2 separate regions of the Sus scrofa genome follow, and region 2 is linked to region 1. A link is a contact called in public HiChIP or PLAC-seq data. All regions are on one chromosome and are shown on one strand. Each heading gives the region's core, a stretch centred on a gene start, on an enhancer-like site or on the middle of the called end of the contact. The rest is flanking DNA. Distances are from core to core; before and after follow the strand shown. Region 1 overlaps MKL2 (MKL/myocardin-like protein 2). Region 2 overlaps LOC106509690 (a long non-coding RNA gene).

What was found. HiChIP or PLAC-seq counts read pairs in DNA pulled down with a chosen protein or histone mark.
Region 2: a contact with region 1 is called in an H3K27ac HiChIP or PLAC-seq map of skeletal muscle. The contact joins two enhancer-like sites. A contact is called at or near these places in 14 of 47 Hi-C or Micro-C datasets (alveolar macrophages, brain, embryonic fibroblasts and 7 more) and 2 of 2 datasets of contacts at active chromatin or transcription factors (alveolar macrophages and skeletal muscle).

The regions. Positions count from the first base shown.
Region 1 is chr3:29,150,302-29,155,126 of Sscrofa11.1, forward strand. The region is part of intron 2 of MKL2 (MKL/myocardin-like protein 2); the gene reads right to left. Among named protein-coding and RNA genes, the nearest start is that of MKL2, 87 kb to the right of the region's middle. Within about 2 kb of position 2,265, at least 11 of the 83 cell types and tissues checked have an H3K27ac peak or open chromatin away from gene starts, as enhancers often do. A contact at or near this core is called in skeletal muscle, where this site is marked.
Region 2 is chr3:29,260,124-29,264,948 of Sscrofa11.1, forward strand. It overlaps LOC106509690 (a long non-coding RNA gene), which reads right to left. Exons shown (of 4, transcript XR_002342411.1): 1 at 1,280-4,825; 2 at 1-63. Among named protein-coding and RNA genes, the nearest start is that of MKL2, 22 kb to the left of the region's middle. Within about 2 kb of position 2,013, at least 47 of the 83 cell types and tissues checked have an H3K27ac peak or open chromatin away from gene starts, as enhancers often do. A contact at or near this core is called in skeletal muscle, where this site is marked.

The DNA.
Region 1 (4,825 bases), core at 1,015-3,514:
ATAAAAATGATGCCATGTCCAAGCTACCAGTGGTTTGGTTTTCTTGAATACAGAGTTGGAAAAGAGACCTGGAAGCACACTCACTTCAAAATTAAAGGGTAAAAAACCAAAGTCAAATTCCATTTCTAGATTAGTGTTCCAATGGCTATTAAGAGATAGGAATCAGGAGTCAGATTTCAAGATGCCAACATCTGAAATCTGGAATTCACTATATTTTTTTATATAAAAAATGAAACTACATTAACATCTGCTATTCAGAATACAAAATTTAAGTTGTGACATGAACTGAATTCTTACTTTTAAGGTGAACTTCCAGTCCTTTCCATTCACAAATAGGACTTGATTTATTAAGTTCCCTGCTTTGTATCTCCAGAGTTGATCAAAGCACATTTTCTTAGTACAATCTGTATTGTTCCAAGTGTTTTATAAACATCTTTTGTGAGGGTTTACAGGAGGGATCTGAAATCATATCCAAGGTTTCATCCTATGAGTCAGTTATTCTTAAAAGGAAACAGAATCTCTGTTTTTATCACCTTTATTTCCCTACTTAACACAAATGTAATTCTAATCGCAAATTTTAAAAAAATAATTAGCAGGACTGTCATTAAATAACTAAGTAGGGCAATGGTTTAAAAAAAAAAAAAAAAAAAAAAAGGAAAAGGCATAATTTTCTTACCTGGACATGAAAACTCTGGTCTGTACAACATGTGAATGCTCACAACAGTTCCTCTGCCAGTAAGGTCACCTCACAAAGCCTGTCTACTATCGAGCCTTATACCACTAACTCCCAAATCCTTATTTCCTGCCCTCACCTGAGATCCAAACTGTCCATCCGGCTGCCTGCTGAACATGTTCGCCTGAATGCACTCAAGCAGCTATTTCCTGATTACCTACTATGTGCCAAGTATAGTATGCTGGGCTCCGGAGGGTTCAGAGTAAAGAAAACAAGACAGCATCTGTTTCTTCTAATTGTGAAGAAAGCCAAACCCATCACAGGATCATAAAAACATGCAACACACAAACTGTGATTAGTTCTATGTCTCATCTGGTCAAAACTAAACTCAGTTTACTCACTGCCCTCCACTCTGCTAGGCCCCGAACCCCTATTCTTGGGTGGAAACAGTGCCGTCACAGGTCGCCAGCGTCACGAATGCGGAGGCATTCTTAATCCCCCCATCCTCCTCAGTCTTCTCAAAGTCGCTGTTCCCAGAGTAGATGTGCATGGTTGGCTCCGCCCAGAACCACCTTCCCCCACTTCTTCTGGGAACCCCCAGTGTGATGGTGACCCCAGTGCCTGGGGAAGGCACAAAACCTAAGGCCAAGAGAGCCCCTGGGACCTTAAAAACTGAAGCTGGGAGAGAGCACCTCCTTCCTCCTCTTGGCTGCAGAGCATGAAGACAGCCCCTGCCCTGTGGGGAAGCCTGAGGGGCCAGCGATGGGAGCCAGAGTCCCTGTGATGAGCGACCTCTTCTAAACCCGGGAGTGCCCGGGGTTGCCCTGGTTTGTGCCGCATTTCATAACTTTCATGAACTTCTCCAGGAACCTTCCAGTGAATCCCCTTATAATTTAAGCTATTTTGAGAAGGGGTTTGTTACTTGTAGCCAGGATTCCTGACAAATAGCTCCTACACGTTTCCGGCCTGTCTTATCCAACTCTGCCACAAGTGCCCCAGCTCAGGTCCTCATCAACTCTTACTGGACTAGGGGAGCAGCCTAATGGGTCTCTGTCTCTGGGCTTGGCCCTGACATCCAGCATTCGTAATACAGTGGCCAGAAGAGCCACATCACCCTCCCCCTGCTGGACAGTGGCTCCAGCATCAATATGGACAAACCACAGAATGGGGAAAAAAACTCTACAATTCATATTATCTGACAAGGATATATGTGAGGGGGTGCTCATGTGTGCGTATCTAGAATATACAAGAAATATTATAACTCAACAATAAAAAGGCAATCCAATTTTTAAAATGAGGAAAGAATTTGAATAGACATTTCTCTAAAAAAGATATACGAATGGCCAAGAAACCCATGTTCAACATCATTAGCCATGAGGGAAATGCAAATCAAAACTACCGTGAGATACCCTTTACACCCACTGCAATGGCTACTATGAAAAGCAAAACAAAACAGGGTAATAACACATGCTGGCAAAGATGTGAAGAAAGTGGAATCCTCTAACTTGCTGATGGTAATGCAAAATAGTACAGCCACTTGGGAAAACAGTTTGGCAGTCCCTCAACAAGCTAAATATAGCATCACCATGAGACCCAGCAATTCTACTCCTAGGTATATATCCATGGACGTGACAGCAGATGTCCACCCAAAACCCTGTGCATAAATGTTCACAGCAGCACTATTCATTTAATAGCCCCAACAGGGAAAGCAACCAAATGGCCCTCGGTGGATGAATAAACAAAATGTGGTATGTCCACTCAATAGAGCATTATTTGGCAATAAAAAAGGAATTCTGACACATGCTACAACATGACTGAACCTCAAAAACAGGCTAAGTGAAAGGACTCAGATGCAAAAGATCACACATATGGTAAGATTCCATTTCTATGAATAAATGCATAGACGTAGAAAGCAGAATGGTGGTTGCTAGGGGCTAAAGAGAGGGAAGAATGGAAAGAGACTGCTACTGGGGATGGGGATTCTCTTTGGAGTGATGAAAGGGTTCTGGAATTAGACAGGGGGGAGCGGTGCACAATTCTGTGAGTATACAAAAATCCAGAATTGTATGCTTCATCAGGTGAACTTTATGGCATGTGAATTACACCTCAATAGAGCTATTATGGGAAAAAAATGACTGCACAAAGTCATAGAGTGACACCTCTGTGCAGGAGGTGGGGGTGGGGCTGACTGAATCACTTGGCCAGCTACAAAATAACCTGTCGTAAAAAAAACACAGTCTCTTCAAAGGAAAATGATTTGTTTTCCTACCACCAAATCCCTATAGCGACCAACCATAAATCAAATCCAAAGTAAAAAGAGGAAAGAACAAGAGAGCCCACAAACTGTAATTCGCTGGCAGGTATGAAATGGAATTAACCAAAGACTGCACAAAGAAAAAATGTTTATCAGAACTGCTCACTTCCCTCTGATTACACAGATTTAAACAAGTCAAAGTCCTTCTTAACTAATGAGAAAATGTGCCAGCTTCTTTATTAGCAGAGAGCAAGGAAACACAAGCATTCTCTCCGTATAACAGAATTAACATCCCACAGCAGGTCTGTTTGTACTTGGCCGTCATGAACCTTTCATCTCAGAGCGCTGCTAAATTAAACAAGCCTATGTTGTATTGAACACAATGAGCCAGACGCCCTGGCAGGCTCCGAAACTTCACCAGTTAATGTTGAAGAACATTAGAAATAAAGAAGATGCTTAAGAACGATGGTGATGGTGGTATAAAGCAGCTGTGTCTTCATTCCACCCCACATTTCACTTGCCCACAGTAATGGAAACATTCTTACAACCACAAGGCTCTCTGGTGTACACAAGAAGGAGAGATCTGGATTCAAGTCAGGGGCTTTCTTTTTTAACATACTAACTGAGGGCCCAAGGACACATCTCGAAACAGAGGCCTTCTCGTCTCCAAAACTGGGGTGACTTTATCTAGGCTCACAGAGTCGCCACAAGAACCAGATGAGAGAACCTCAAGGTAGAGCCTGGTGCTCAAAATGCACATCCCCCCCATAAAAATCCTCCCTGCTCTCAACTCTTCAATGCAAATACTCATTCTGGAGCTTGCAGCATAGTGTAAGTACTTGACATGAGCCATGCTTTTCTATCCAGGGACATTCAAGGAACCAAAAGATCCTATGAAAATTCCATGTGAATTACTCCCCCTCCCACAGAACCCAAAGCAAGAAAGCCATCACTAAAGTCTGTCTTAAATGTATTAAGTCAGGGCTCGACACAAAGCATTCATTCACCTAGGAGGTATTTAAGAGCAATGAACTGAGAAAGACACACCAAGAGAAACACTTACTATTAGAGACAAATGCTATTTTTCAGCACAGTAATTGGTAACCTTTCCATAAAGATTGATGCAATCTGATTCTAATTCCCTCGTGTCAGTAATCAGTTCTTAAGGTAAAAGAAAAAGGAAGTGGGATGGTTTCAAGTGCTCCAGAAAAGGTGTAGGAGGATATCCTTTCCCACTGACAGCAATTAACGTTTGAGTGACGGCTGCTAGAACATTCAGACTGGAAAACTTTGTTCCATTAGAATAGACAAATCTGCTTAAAACTAACTGGGTTTAACAGACACAAACATAACCCTCACCATGAACTAGGCATCCTCTCTGAACAAACTGGCACAAAGGTAAAGCCTGCTAGGAACTCCCTACTTGTCAGTACAAAGCAATAAGCTGCGCTCCCCTGTCGGAAGTCTATTAAGGAGCGCATCTAGACTCTGCAGGAGCAGACAGACAGACTCCCCCGGCCCAGCTCCTCACAGAGTTACATCATGCCACAACACCTGCAGAGCTTCCAGGGTCAGCAAGGAAGGGAAAGTCTCAAGGGGGATGGGACATTCAGAGGCTGCTGCTATCTATCCCCAGGGGGTTTCACTAAGCACCACAGTTATGATGGAAATTACAGCCCAAAGCTACAGTTCGCTACCTCTCTTTCCAAAACTCTCCCCTTAAGACTCTTGAGTTAATAAAAGCTCTGAGAGACCAACTCATTAGGGATACTACAGAAGCAGGGTTGGAGTGCTGGCTTTGCTAGGGAGCTGTTAGCCATACCACGTATAAGCACTTAACATTTTTTTGCCCTCCTACTGCAGTTCTGCACTCCCCCAACCAGAACCCAGCTTCATCT
Region 2 (4,825 bases), core at 763-3,262, 110 kb after region 1:
CAAGAGACTCTATAGCAAGAGGAAGGAAAAGTGACTTTTCCTGCTCACAACGGGGCATGTTATCTGGAAGGAGAAAAACATCACATACTTTTCAGAAGAAGATCCTGGGCTAGTCCACGCAGAAACACATATTCATATTTCCCCAACTGAGGTCGTTTACATCTACAAGCATCTGGGCTGCTCTTCCCTTCATGGTGACTCTTGATGAGCCCCTCCTGCCAAACCGCTCCTTCTTTTTGGCCACCTAAGCACACGTGTTCACTTCCCCCTAAATTAACTTGCTTGCGGGTTTGCTGGGGTCCGAGTGTTAAGTCATTTCACGTGTGCGGGCTCTATGGGCACCGCCCATCGCCAAAGCTCCTGCAGTTTCGCTGTGGGCTTGACCTGACTTGTATTTGCTGAAATGAGAAGGAAGGTACCTGGGGCGTAAACACATGGCGTCTCCAGTCTCGAGGCTGCTGGGAGCAGCGGGTGGGGGCAGGTACATGCAAGGTCCTTCTTTTTGCCTTTGCTACCCAGCGTCTGCCTCCTTTCAAATCTTTTGCCAACCTAGGCTTTACTGATCCCCCGTCTTGGGTCAGTGAAAATAAATAACTCACCTATTACACACACTCTGGGCGTGTGGGATCAGCACACCAGCCTTAGATGGTATGACTTCATGATCGCTTCAGGTGTGTACCCTCGGGGTTTGCACCCAAATACAAGGCAATAGATGGGTATGGATGGGGCAGTGAGGGAGTGTACGCAGAGCTTCAGGGTAAACCACCATAAAAATGGGTTGGCCAGGTTTTTTTCCCCCTCACCAAACTGTATTTCTTAAAAATCCCTGGTGGCTTAGCTGTTAAGGATCCAGTGTTGTCACTGCTGTGGTGATGTTCTATCCCTGATCTAGGAAATTCTGCATGGTGTGCCCCCCCCCCAAAAGACCAAAAACTTTGCAGTGTAATTTACATACAACACACAGCAGTACTTAAAATGTATACTTTGATGATAACTGGCATATGTGTATGTTGTGACACCATCAATGCAAGATTCCGGACATTCCATGAACTCCAAATGAGTTTTCTTGTGGGTATGGCCAGTTTTTATCTTCAGTTTGGAAACTTTTTTGGTTTTGAGGGAATTGGATCTCACTAGGAGCCCAGGGCTCACCTTGGGGTCACTGATGGTATTGAAGTGATCCCTTAGCACCCCCATCCCCCACTCAGCAAATCCACCCCTTCCGCAGGGAGAACAATCCCTCTGACCAACAAAAGACGGGACTTCCAGTATGACTCACCCTCAGTCCTGGGGCTCATACTCAGGCTCTGATAAGAGGCAGTCAATCTGTCCTCCGTTTGTTTATAATGAGTCACGCTGGAAATCAGGCAGCTCCTTTTTTTTTTTTTTTTTCCTCTCCCGCGTCACCGTTGGGCAAGACCCAGAGGCAGCTACACCCCCATTCAAAGTGCAGTCATCCTTATAGAGTCCGGTGACTCAATGGGGCCCCCTACCGGTGGAGACAGGCAGGGCCACGTCGTGGAGCTGAGGTCGGCCTTTCTCCCCTGCTTCAAGGACGGATCTCAGCGACTTCCAGATTTGCAAGAGGAACTCGGGAAAAAGCAGCTGAGTTTTCTGTGCATCCTGTCCACCGCCCCCAATTATTAGTGACAGAGTGGGGAATGAGTCACAACTTGCAGCCGGTGCCCACGCTGCAGCGATTAAGCACATAATTGCTTCAATGATGAACCTTCCTCCAACTGCAGTCCCCCCCACCCCTGACCCCGGAGCTTTTGACTGTGAGCCTGCAGTCTCGGGGGCAGGAATTGTGAGGGCCTGGCTTTAAAAAGACGATGCCTCTTGGACCCGGATTTAAAATTCCTGCGTACAAGTCCTGATGGGAGCCTGGGGGAGGTTTCAACTAGAATTAATATCATGATCAAGTCAACATAAAGTAGATTGATCTGCTGTTTCAAGGTACTGCGGCAAAGCCCTCTGTTTGGAGAACAAATCACCATAGCAACTCAGCCGCCCCAGTTACAGTAGGCTCAGGACGACCAAAATAAAAATCCTCACCAAATCTCAGGATTGGCTGAGAGCTGCTGTCAGACTTTCGGTTTCCAGCCGACATTAGCCAGCACGCATTAATGTTTCCTAAATCGCTGAAAGGGATGCTTTAAATAGTAATAAAACTATCCAGCCAGGTTAGAGAGGGGTTCTGCTCCCCCCGCCCCCCGCTTCTAGTTTAAACACGAGCAGATCCCATCGCCAAACAGCAGCATTTGTCCTTAAAATAGACCAGAAAAGGGCTCATTGTTACTTATCGTGGTTTGCTAGTTCCGTTCCAAGTTAGGGGTACATAGCACAATAAATGCTGATTTGTAAGAAGAGCCAAATCAGTATAACAGGTTTTCTGTAGGTGTGAAAGGAAAAAAAGGGAAAGCACTCTTTTCTCCCTCCATCCCCAGGACCTCAGCCCTGGGTTTTGGTTCCATTCATTACCTGTTCTCTCTCCTGCATCTTCCTTCTCTCACTGGGTCCTGGCGCCTTCCTTCTGATCACCTTGGCCTAAGGCTTGCCCAGTCTCGCAATCCTAAGGATTCCTCGGTGCCTCAGTCTGGCGTGTGCCCCAGGCTCCCTGCAACCACCATCCTGGACACCCAGAGCTCCCCTGCCGTGTTGCAAACTGAGGCCACCAGCGTTCCTGCTGCTCAACTCCTGACCCTGTGGGTCACTGCCTTGAAATTCTCCCCTGCTTTTGATTCTGGTGGCGGCATGATCCAGAATCTTCTTTTTAGAATGTATCCTCTATCATCTCACCTCCTAAATGTAGGCATTTTCTAAAGTCCTGTTTCATATTTGCTCATTTATTTTTTGTCTTCAATTCTCACTTCCCAGCAGAGGTCTGCCACCTCTTCGGTTGAGACTGCCTGACCATGGCTCTCGCAAAACTCGATCCTAAGTGAGCTGAGCCTTGCCTGCACAGTCTTTCTCCAGACTCTTTGTTTCTGTTAATGGCTTCCTTGTCTCCTGAGGCTTCAAGGCGAGGTGTTATTCAGATTCTTCCTAGGCATGTAATTTCCTTGCCGCATTCCCTAGACTGTCCTTTGATGCTTCTTCAGTTTATGTCCTTTCCATTCCCAAAGCTATACCATCTGAGTTTTGGCCAAAACCACCTGTTGCTTAGATTGTTAATGACAGTTTCTGAAATGGTCTTTTCACCTGCAGCCCTTCCCCCCAGGTAGCAAGGTATGGTAGAAAGGAAGGCGGCTTTGGAGTTGGGGTCCCATCTCTGCCCTTTATGTCCACGGTGACTTTAATTTCTTGATCCCTCCGAGGCTTCATCTCCTCATCTGTAAAGCAGGTGTCATCCCTCTTTCAGGGTGTGAGGATTTAATGGGGGTAACATATGTGAAATATCTAAGTGCTCAACCGATCTTAGTTCCTTTCCATTGCAAACTTACTACTGCCAGACCCAAGTCTTAAAACAGCCTTCTTGGTCACGTCCTTCCCTTACTCCAATGTTCCTTTTTCTACTGAAATAAGAACAAACTCCTCAAGCCTAGCACTTGGGAGACTCCTACACTATGCCCCCCGTGTCTTGTTCCCACTCTGCTGTTCACGACTTTCTTGAAACACCATTCTGTTTCCCATCTGTTTCTTTGCTTGTGCTCTGTGCTTGGACGTCAGTGCATCATCTGCATCTCTGTCTGATGAAATCCTAGCTGTGCTTTCAGTCTCATCTTGAATCCTACGTTCTCTTTGAGGCCAGCCCTGCCCCTAGCCCTGGATATGACTTCATTCTCTGAGCCCTGCCGCACTGATCCCTCTCTAGAGGTGTTTTTAAGACCTTACTTGCTCATGTTCTTTGTTGGACTTCTCTTTGCTGCACGACTGAACGTCCTTGCTGGCGTGGACTGGTACAGCATCAGATCCAGAGGGGGCCCTCCGCCTTATGCAATAAATGCCTTTTGCCAAAAACAAACCTGCCCAGTCACGCTTCCCTTGTTCTACTGAGCTTTCTTCTTCCCCCAGCTGCGGCTGGGTGTCACCCTTCCCAGAAACAAGCTGTTCATGGGAGCAAACCTCTCCTCTCATTGACACCAAATTCTGGAGGTCCTAATTAAAAGTGTCCCCAAATATCATCTCAGATATACCCTGTCACCGTTTCATCAGACCCTGTTTATTCACTATTTTCATGAATCCTAGGAAATTCCCTTGTTTAAACCACAAGTTGATTTTGTTTACCTGCCTCCCAGGCCCTCGGGGAGCACTGTTCTTTTGATGCAGAAATATCTTCATGCAAAAGGATCCTTCGGAATATCTGAAATTCCTCTTCTTTCTCACCCACGAATCAGTCTCTTTAACAGTGACAGTCAATACTACACAGAAAAGGAACTCAGATTAGGGATCCAGGGGAGATCTGTTTGTAAACAGAATGAGAAACAGGGGTCCACTGAGCCGGTTCTATAGTGTGTCTGTAGTTCTTAACTATTTGATCAATTTATAGTTTTTAATAGTAATGTCCTAGAACCAAAGTACATTTCTTCACTATATATGTATATACACATGAATATTATCTACCTTCTAGTTTACAAGGTTTCATTTTAGGATGAATGAGGCTGGAAATATGGTTTCATCATTATATGGAGCTCACGTTGGCCATACCATTTGCCAAGTACAATTTTCAAAAGGTTAACAACATGACTCTTATACAAAGAGAAAAGCAACAGAAGTCAAAGATTTTATTCAGTTCGACCAATGAGGAAACCAGTAAGATGTTAAGACTGATTCAAGAGAAAATCAGGGACCTGGAGAGTTATAGTTGGTCAAAGGAATGCAGATA